Regions from separate parts of the Mus musculus genome. Here region 2 is linked to region 1. A link is a contact called in public Micro-C data. All regions are on one chromosome and are shown on one strand. Each heading gives the region's core, a stretch centred on a gene start, on an enhancer-like site or on the middle of the called end of the contact. The rest is flanking DNA. Distances are from core to core; before and after follow the strand shown. Region 1 has its middle 27 kb from the start of Mex3b. Region 2 has its middle 8.2 kb from the start of Gm10610.

Region 1 (3,358 bases), core at 632-3,131:
AATCCATATGAAGAAATGCTTGATGGGACCAATGGATCTGACTTCGAAGTGAGCTAGAAAAAGGGGGCGGAGCTCTTGACTCTAGCTGCATATGTATCAAAAGATGGCCTAGTCAGCCATCACTGGAAAGAGAGGCCCATTGGACACACAAACTGTATATGCCCCAGTACAGGGGAACGCCAGGGCCAAAAAAATGGGAATGGGTGGGTAGGGAAGTGGGGGGGAGGGTATGGGGGACTTTTGGGATAGCATTGGAAATGTAATTGAGGAAAATATGTAATAAAAATATTATAAAAAAAAGAAAAAAAAAGAAAAAGGGGGCGGGGCAAAAGTGCACAGCATCTCAAAGAAATCTACATCTACAGATGGCCCAGTGGATAAAGTGTTTACTCACTGTGCAAGCATAGGGACCAGAGTTTGCATCCCTAGCACACATCACATGTAACAAGTTGAGCATAGCAGTGTCACCTGTAATTCCAGCATAGAGACACACAGGAGAATCCCAGGGGCTGTATTCATCACTGATGGACTCAGGTCAAGTAATGTGTTTGGGAAGCCTACCACCATGGTCCTTCGCCTCTCCATCTTTCCTCTTCTGCTGTATGGAAAGAGAATTCCACACAACTGATACCTCAGCAGTTCCAAACTAGTGCTGAAAGCATGGAGACTTCCTGGAGGGCCACCAGTCTTCCATGTTGGAAATCCAAAGCTGGGTTCTGATATCAGAGAAATAGCAGCAGCAGTGGCAGCAACAGAATAGATGAAATCACCAGCAAGACTTGGAAGACAATGAGGCAAAAAGTCAGGTCCCCCCCCCCCCTCACTGATTTGTCTGGCTGCAACTAAAGGAAGCCACCATATTTAGGGTGTGTCTTCCTATTTCTAATAACCCAATTAAGGAAACCCCTTAATGTCCGAAGGCCTGTCTCCTAGTTGATCCTGATCTACTCAAGTAGAAAGTTAAAATCAGCCATCAGCCTACTCTCCTGTCCTTGCCTTCTGTATCTGACCCTCCATGTTCCCATCCTCTGTTCCACAGCTCATTGAGAGCTCTGCTTCTGAGCCAGGCTTTCTCTCACCCTTTGCTCTTCCAAATGTCTTTTTTTTTTCCTATTTTCCTATTGTTGGACACTTATTGCACCCTGCTGCTCCCCCTCCCCCTACACCTCAGCCCGTGCTGCAAGACCACAGACCTGGACACATTCCTCCCAATACAGTGTTCCTTTTGAGTTTCCTGAACCCTGTGTAGCTCTGACAAATTGTCTGGTAACTTCAAAGTCTTCAGATGAAATAGATGTCAACGATTTGACTTCACTCTAGAAGTTAATCAGAACCCCAGAACTTTGACTTGAGAGGAAAATGTTTGGAGAAAAGGCAATTTCAGCATTTTCAAGTCTACAGATAAGCCTGCTCTAATCACAGCCAGGGGACTGCCTTTACACCAGGACATCTGGGAAAAGCTTCAACAGGAAGATACGAGTCACTCTTGTTTTTTTAAGAAAATTTGCTGATGTAAGATGCCACTATGAACAGGTCACCATTTCCTCTGCCTAAACCACAATATTACTAATATAACTGCATAATCCTCCATTGAGATAAGGCTGCATGATGAAGCATTAGTCAGATAGCACTGCTTTAAGTGCTGGTGGAGTTTCATCCACATCCATCAAACACTGAAATGAAATTTTAAGCTGACAACCACTCTACACACACACACCATGTACAGACATGCTGCAGAAACAAAAGGAGAAAATGTGTGCTTCTTAAGGTGGACAAAGTCAAAATCATTGGCTGTTATTGCATTGGTCTGTGTGAAACTGCGTACCAGAATGAACATTCCTTTCAATTACTTTGGCATCTAGAACTTGAAATCAGAGAAGGGGAAGTGGGAGAGGGTGGACAGAACTTGATAGGATTTCGGGGACTTCCAAGATGAATATGACTTCATAGATCCTTGAGACCAAAACCTTTAATGAGCTGGGGGTAGTGGAACACACCTTTAACCCCAGCACTTGGGAATGGAAGCAGGGGGAATCTCTGTGAGTTCAGGGCCAGCTTAGTCTACACAGTGAGATCCAGGATGGCCAAAGGGAAGGGAGAAAATAAAACCTTTACAGACAGGTTTCCCGGCCTCTCCTCTTGGGGTAACTCTTGGCTTAGGGGCTATTCTGTATATTATGGGATGTTTTGAAACATGTGTAGAGACCTAGTAGATGGCAGCATCATTGTGCCAGTCCTGAATGACAAATAAGTGCATCTTCCCTGAATACTGCCAGATGTTCTCTGGGTGGCAAATGACTCTTGGAACCTGCTTTTGGTTGTAGACTGGAAAAGAGATGCAGAGAGCTCTCTGGATTTCTGTTAGTAGAAGAGGACGGCTATTCTTGTTTGGTTCCTTTAAACTCTTCAGACCCCAGAAAGCCCAGTGAACAGCTGAGGAGGGACCTCCCCAGAGGCAGATGGAGAACCCTACGGGGAGAAACAACTGAAATGGAAGTAGAGCCATGTTCGCCCACTGAAGAAACCTTTGCCCACTATAAATCATCATCCTTGCAGAGGACAGTGACATCTGTTTACCAGCAAAACTCACGAAAGGCCCTGGCCAGTGGCAATGAGAGTTTGAAGATGAGACAGAATGTTAGAGAACCAAATTTTCAAGTGATGGAAAGGCCAGGCCCTGGCAGTGACCCTGGCTGGAGGGGCAGATTTCTGTTGGTGACTTCCTTGGCTGGGCCTTCTGCCAAGAGAGACAAGCAGGCAAAGAAAAAAAAAAAACATGTTGAGTCTTGCAAGAACAGTTGAGCGAGCAGAGGCAGCAGCTGCAGAGGCTGGCAACAGCTGGACTGACTGCCAGCATCCAGGCTTGAAGGGAGAAAGGCTAAGGAACCCTGGACTCTAAAGATGAGAGGAAATATGCCTTCCAGCCAAGGCAGAGGCTCTTCAAGTGTGAAAGGAAAGTCACTTAGTGGACATTAATCTTCTTTTTCAAGTATTCTTATTAGAAGCAATCGAATCTGTTACACACCCTCCCTCCTGATTGACCAGCAAGATAGGTCTTAGGAGCTGGTGTTCTGGGAGGAGGGTCAGAACAATTGGCCTCAGAAGGGGACCTTTGAGGGACCACTTATGTCCAGGAAAGGAGCCAGTGGAACCAAGGCCCTGCCTGGAAAGCAAAGCCATTAGGTCTGGAGCAAGAGTCCCAGTGTTCCAGTAGAGTGGAGAGGGTTTTGGTGGAGGAACCTTGGGAGTATCAGCAGTGTGTGTATGTGTTCATGCATATATTCACAGGTATGTGTGCTTGTATGTGTGTACATGTGCATGTATTCATGTGTATGTGTATACAGATGTGCCCTTTTGA
Region 2 (3,358 bases), core at 640-3,139, 660 kb after region 1:
ACAATACAATACAAAACAACCACAGCATCCCCTCCCTCCACTCCTCCCAGTCCCCCACCATCTCTCCTCTACCCCAGATTCAATGCTTCGCCATTTCCCTTCAGAAAATGGCAGGTCTCCCAAGAATATCAACTGAACACAGCCGTAGCAAGATGCAGCAAGATCCTCATAATCACAAACCCTCACAATCAAGGCTGGATGAGGCAATCAAGTAGGAGGGAAAGGATTCCAAGAACAGGCAAAAGAGTCAGATATTCCCACTCCCACTGTTAGGAGTCCAACAAAACCCCAAGCTAAACAAACACCACATATTTGCAAAGGACCTACAGATCTGTGAAGGCACCATGATTACCACTTCAGTCTCTGTGAGCCCCTATGAGCCCTGCTTAGTTAATTCTGAGGGCCATGTTCTTCTGGTGCTTTGACCCCTCTGGCTCTTAAAATTCTTCCTCCCCCTCTTCCACAGGGCTCCCTAAGCTCTGCATAATGTTTGGTTATGGTTCTCTGGATCTGCTCCTATCAGATGCTGGTGGAAGCCTCTCTGCTGCTAATAGGGCTAGGCACTGATCCTAAGTCTCTGGGCCATCCAGCTTCCAGTTCCTGGCCATCCAGGGTTAGCACCTTCTTGTGGCTTGAACCTCAAGTTAGACTAGTCACTGGTTGGCCACTCCCAAATCTCTAAGCCACTCTTGCCCCAGCACACCTTGCAAGCAGGTCAGGTTGTGGGTAGAATGTTTTGTGGCTGGGTTGGTGTCCCAGTCTCACCACTGAATGCCTTGCCTGGTTACAGAAGATGGCTGGTTCAGGCTCCATATTCTCCATTTACTAGGAGGCCTCACTAGGATCACCCTCAGAGATTCCAGGGAATTTCCATTGCACTAGGTCTCCACAACTATCCCCAAATGTCCCCTAGTTCCAGTCTTCTCTCCCCATACTCTCTTCTTCCTTCCTCCCCCCCCCTTCCCCAACCTGATCCCTCTTGTTCCCATGCCTGCCTGCCCCAGTCCACTCAGAAAATGTCTACTCTATTTCCCCATCTCAGGAAGGTCTATGCAAGAGCTCTCCTTATTATGTAGCTTTTCTGGATCTGTGGGTTGTAGCATTTGCATCACCTTTGTTTAGTGGGTGATATACACTTGTAAGCAAGTGTGTTTCATGTTTGTCTTTCTGGGCTTCACTCACGATGATTTCTTTTTCCTAGATTTATTCATGTCCCTGAAAATTTTTGTAATATCATTTTTAACTGCTGAGTAATACTCGATTGTATAAATATACCACATTTTCCTTACCCGTTCTTCAGGTGTTCTTCTCTTAGTTTTTAAGACAGCATCTCTCACCACCTGAAGCTCATTGATTCACCTAGGCTGGCCACCATGCTCCAAGGATCTATCTGTCTCCACCTCCCCTGACACTTGCATCACAGAAAAACCCAGCTTTTTACGTTGGTGTTGGGGATCCAAACTCAGGCCCTCGTGCTTGCATAACAAGCATTTTATTGACTGAGCCATCTACCAAGCTCTTTTTTTTCCCCCAATGAAATTCTTTGTAAGGTTTTCGGGAAAGTTGCGGTAGTAAAATGTTTGAAGAGTTCTTGTATACACCAGGGACCATTAGCAGGGCTTTATAATAATAGAGCCACAGCTTTTGTTAAATCAATGAACCAAAGTAACCTATTATTATTAGCCAAAGCCAGTCCTTTCCTGAGGTTTTCTTAATTTTTATCCAGCGTCCTATTTCTTACTCACAATCTCATTCTGCAGTCACTTGTTCTGTCTCCCTAGAGACCTGTGTGAGACTCTCGCTTTCCTATCTCTTTAAGATCTTAACAGCTGTGTGAGACTCTTAGACATTCCTCAATTTTAATGACCTCAACACTTAATCCGGTTCAGTCAAGCACTCTGTGAAATATTCATCAACTGGAACTTGTGTAACACTTTTCTCATGGCTGTGGGGTTTGGAGAGGTGACATTCTTGTGGCATTTTATCAAGTCATAGCAATGGGATTGATGACTGCTGATATTACGTTACTCTCCTCTGCCTGTGATAGAGATTCCCAGCTTTTCTCCACAGCAAGTTTCCATTTCCCTCCCCTGTCTCTCTTGTACACTTGGCAATGAAGCCATTATGCCCAGCTACACCTAAGCGGAGAAGTTTCCTCACTTTCCCTGACTGCAAAATGTCTGTATTAGTCCAAAGAACAGAACCAAGGGGACCACGTACTTACAGTTACAGAAAGGGATTCAGCACACAGTGTCTGTGATTCTGTTTGCTGGGTGGGGTGGTAGATCCAGGACCCAGAGACCCCAGATGAAGTCCAAAGGCAATCTGCTGGATAATCCTCTCTTGCTTAGGATGGCCAAGCTTTTGCTTCTATTCTGGTCTCATCTAAGTGAATGGATTCCATCCACACCTTAGAGGACAGTTTAGCTCACTCCAAGTCTACATATTTAAATGTTAACTTTACCCAGAAACACCTTCCAAAGTGAAACATACCGCTGAGTATCAGAGCAGTTGTACCTGAGATATGGTGCTCTCTCATGCTGGGGCTTCAGGTCTCCCTTTCACTTCTTTGTTTACATCATCATTCATTTATAGTAGCACGGACCCTTGAGTTACTCAATGCTACTACTGTGGTTTTCTGGTGCTTCCCATGTCCTCTGCCATACTCTGACAATGTGAACTTTTCAGTCCTTCCTTATTTATTTCTGGTACAACAAGGTGCTCTGGGATCATGTTGTTTTTAGACAGTTTTATTATGCATGTTAATTATAGAAAACGAGGATTTCTTTATGAAATTTTTTCATATATGCGTCTACTGTATTTTGATTACATTTCCTCCTCTTTACCCCACTTCCTCTTCCCTAATAGTCATCCTTCTGCCTTCTGTCCATTTATTTTCATGTAAATTATGCACATGATAGAAAATGTGATATTTTGTGGGAGTCTGACTCGTTATGATTAATATGATGATCTCCAGTTCTATCAATCGTCCTAAAGTGACATAATTTCATTTTTTGTCACATAAACACAATTCCATTCTATCTATGCCACCTTTCTTTCTCTGTTCATCTTTTGATTGACATCTAGGCTGGCTTTATGTCTTAGCTATCACAAATAATGCAGCAATTAGATGAATAAGTCGGGGATGCTGACTTAGAGTCACGTGGGTTTATGTCTAGGAGTTGTACAGTTGTACCATGTGTCACATGGTAGTTCTGTTGTTAGGGGTTGTTTGTTTGCTTGCTTTGTTTTAAGAACCTTTATATTGATCTCCATAGTGACTGTCTCAGCTTACACACCCATCAGCACTCAGTAGGCTCTTCCCCCCTCATCCTCACTAGCGTTTGCTGTCATTTGG

Evidence for each region. A called contact is a pair of places that touch in the nucleus more often than the background predicts.
Region 2: a contact with region 1 is called in a Micro-C map of muscle stem cells, with 5 times the contacts expected there. The contact joins two enhancer-like sites. A contact is called at or near these places in 12 of 39 promoter capture datasets (the C10 cell line, the HPC-7 cell line, cranial neural crest and 8 more), 5 of 484 Hi-C or Micro-C datasets (embryonic fibroblasts, embryonic stem cells, hematopoietic stem and progenitor cells and 1 more) and 3 of 115 datasets of contacts at active chromatin or transcription factors (embryonic basal ganglia, embryonic forebrain and forebrain).

The regions. Positions count from the first base shown.
Region 1 is chr7:82,893,025-82,896,382 of GRCm38.p6, forward strand. No RefSeq gene overlaps it. Among named protein-coding and RNA genes, the nearest start is that of Mex3b, 27 kb to the left of the region's middle. Within about 2 kb of position 1,882, at least 29 of the 459 cell types and tissues checked have an H3K27ac peak or open chromatin away from gene starts, as enhancers often do. A contact at or near this core is called in muscle stem cells, where this site is marked.
Region 2 is chr7:83,557,087-83,560,444 of GRCm38.p6, forward strand. No RefSeq gene overlaps it. Among named protein-coding and RNA genes, the nearest start is that of Gm10610, 8.2 kb to the left of the region's middle. Within about 2 kb of position 1,890, at least 9 of the 459 cell types and tissues checked have an H3K27ac peak or open chromatin away from gene starts, as enhancers often do. A contact at or near this core is called in muscle stem cells, where this site is marked.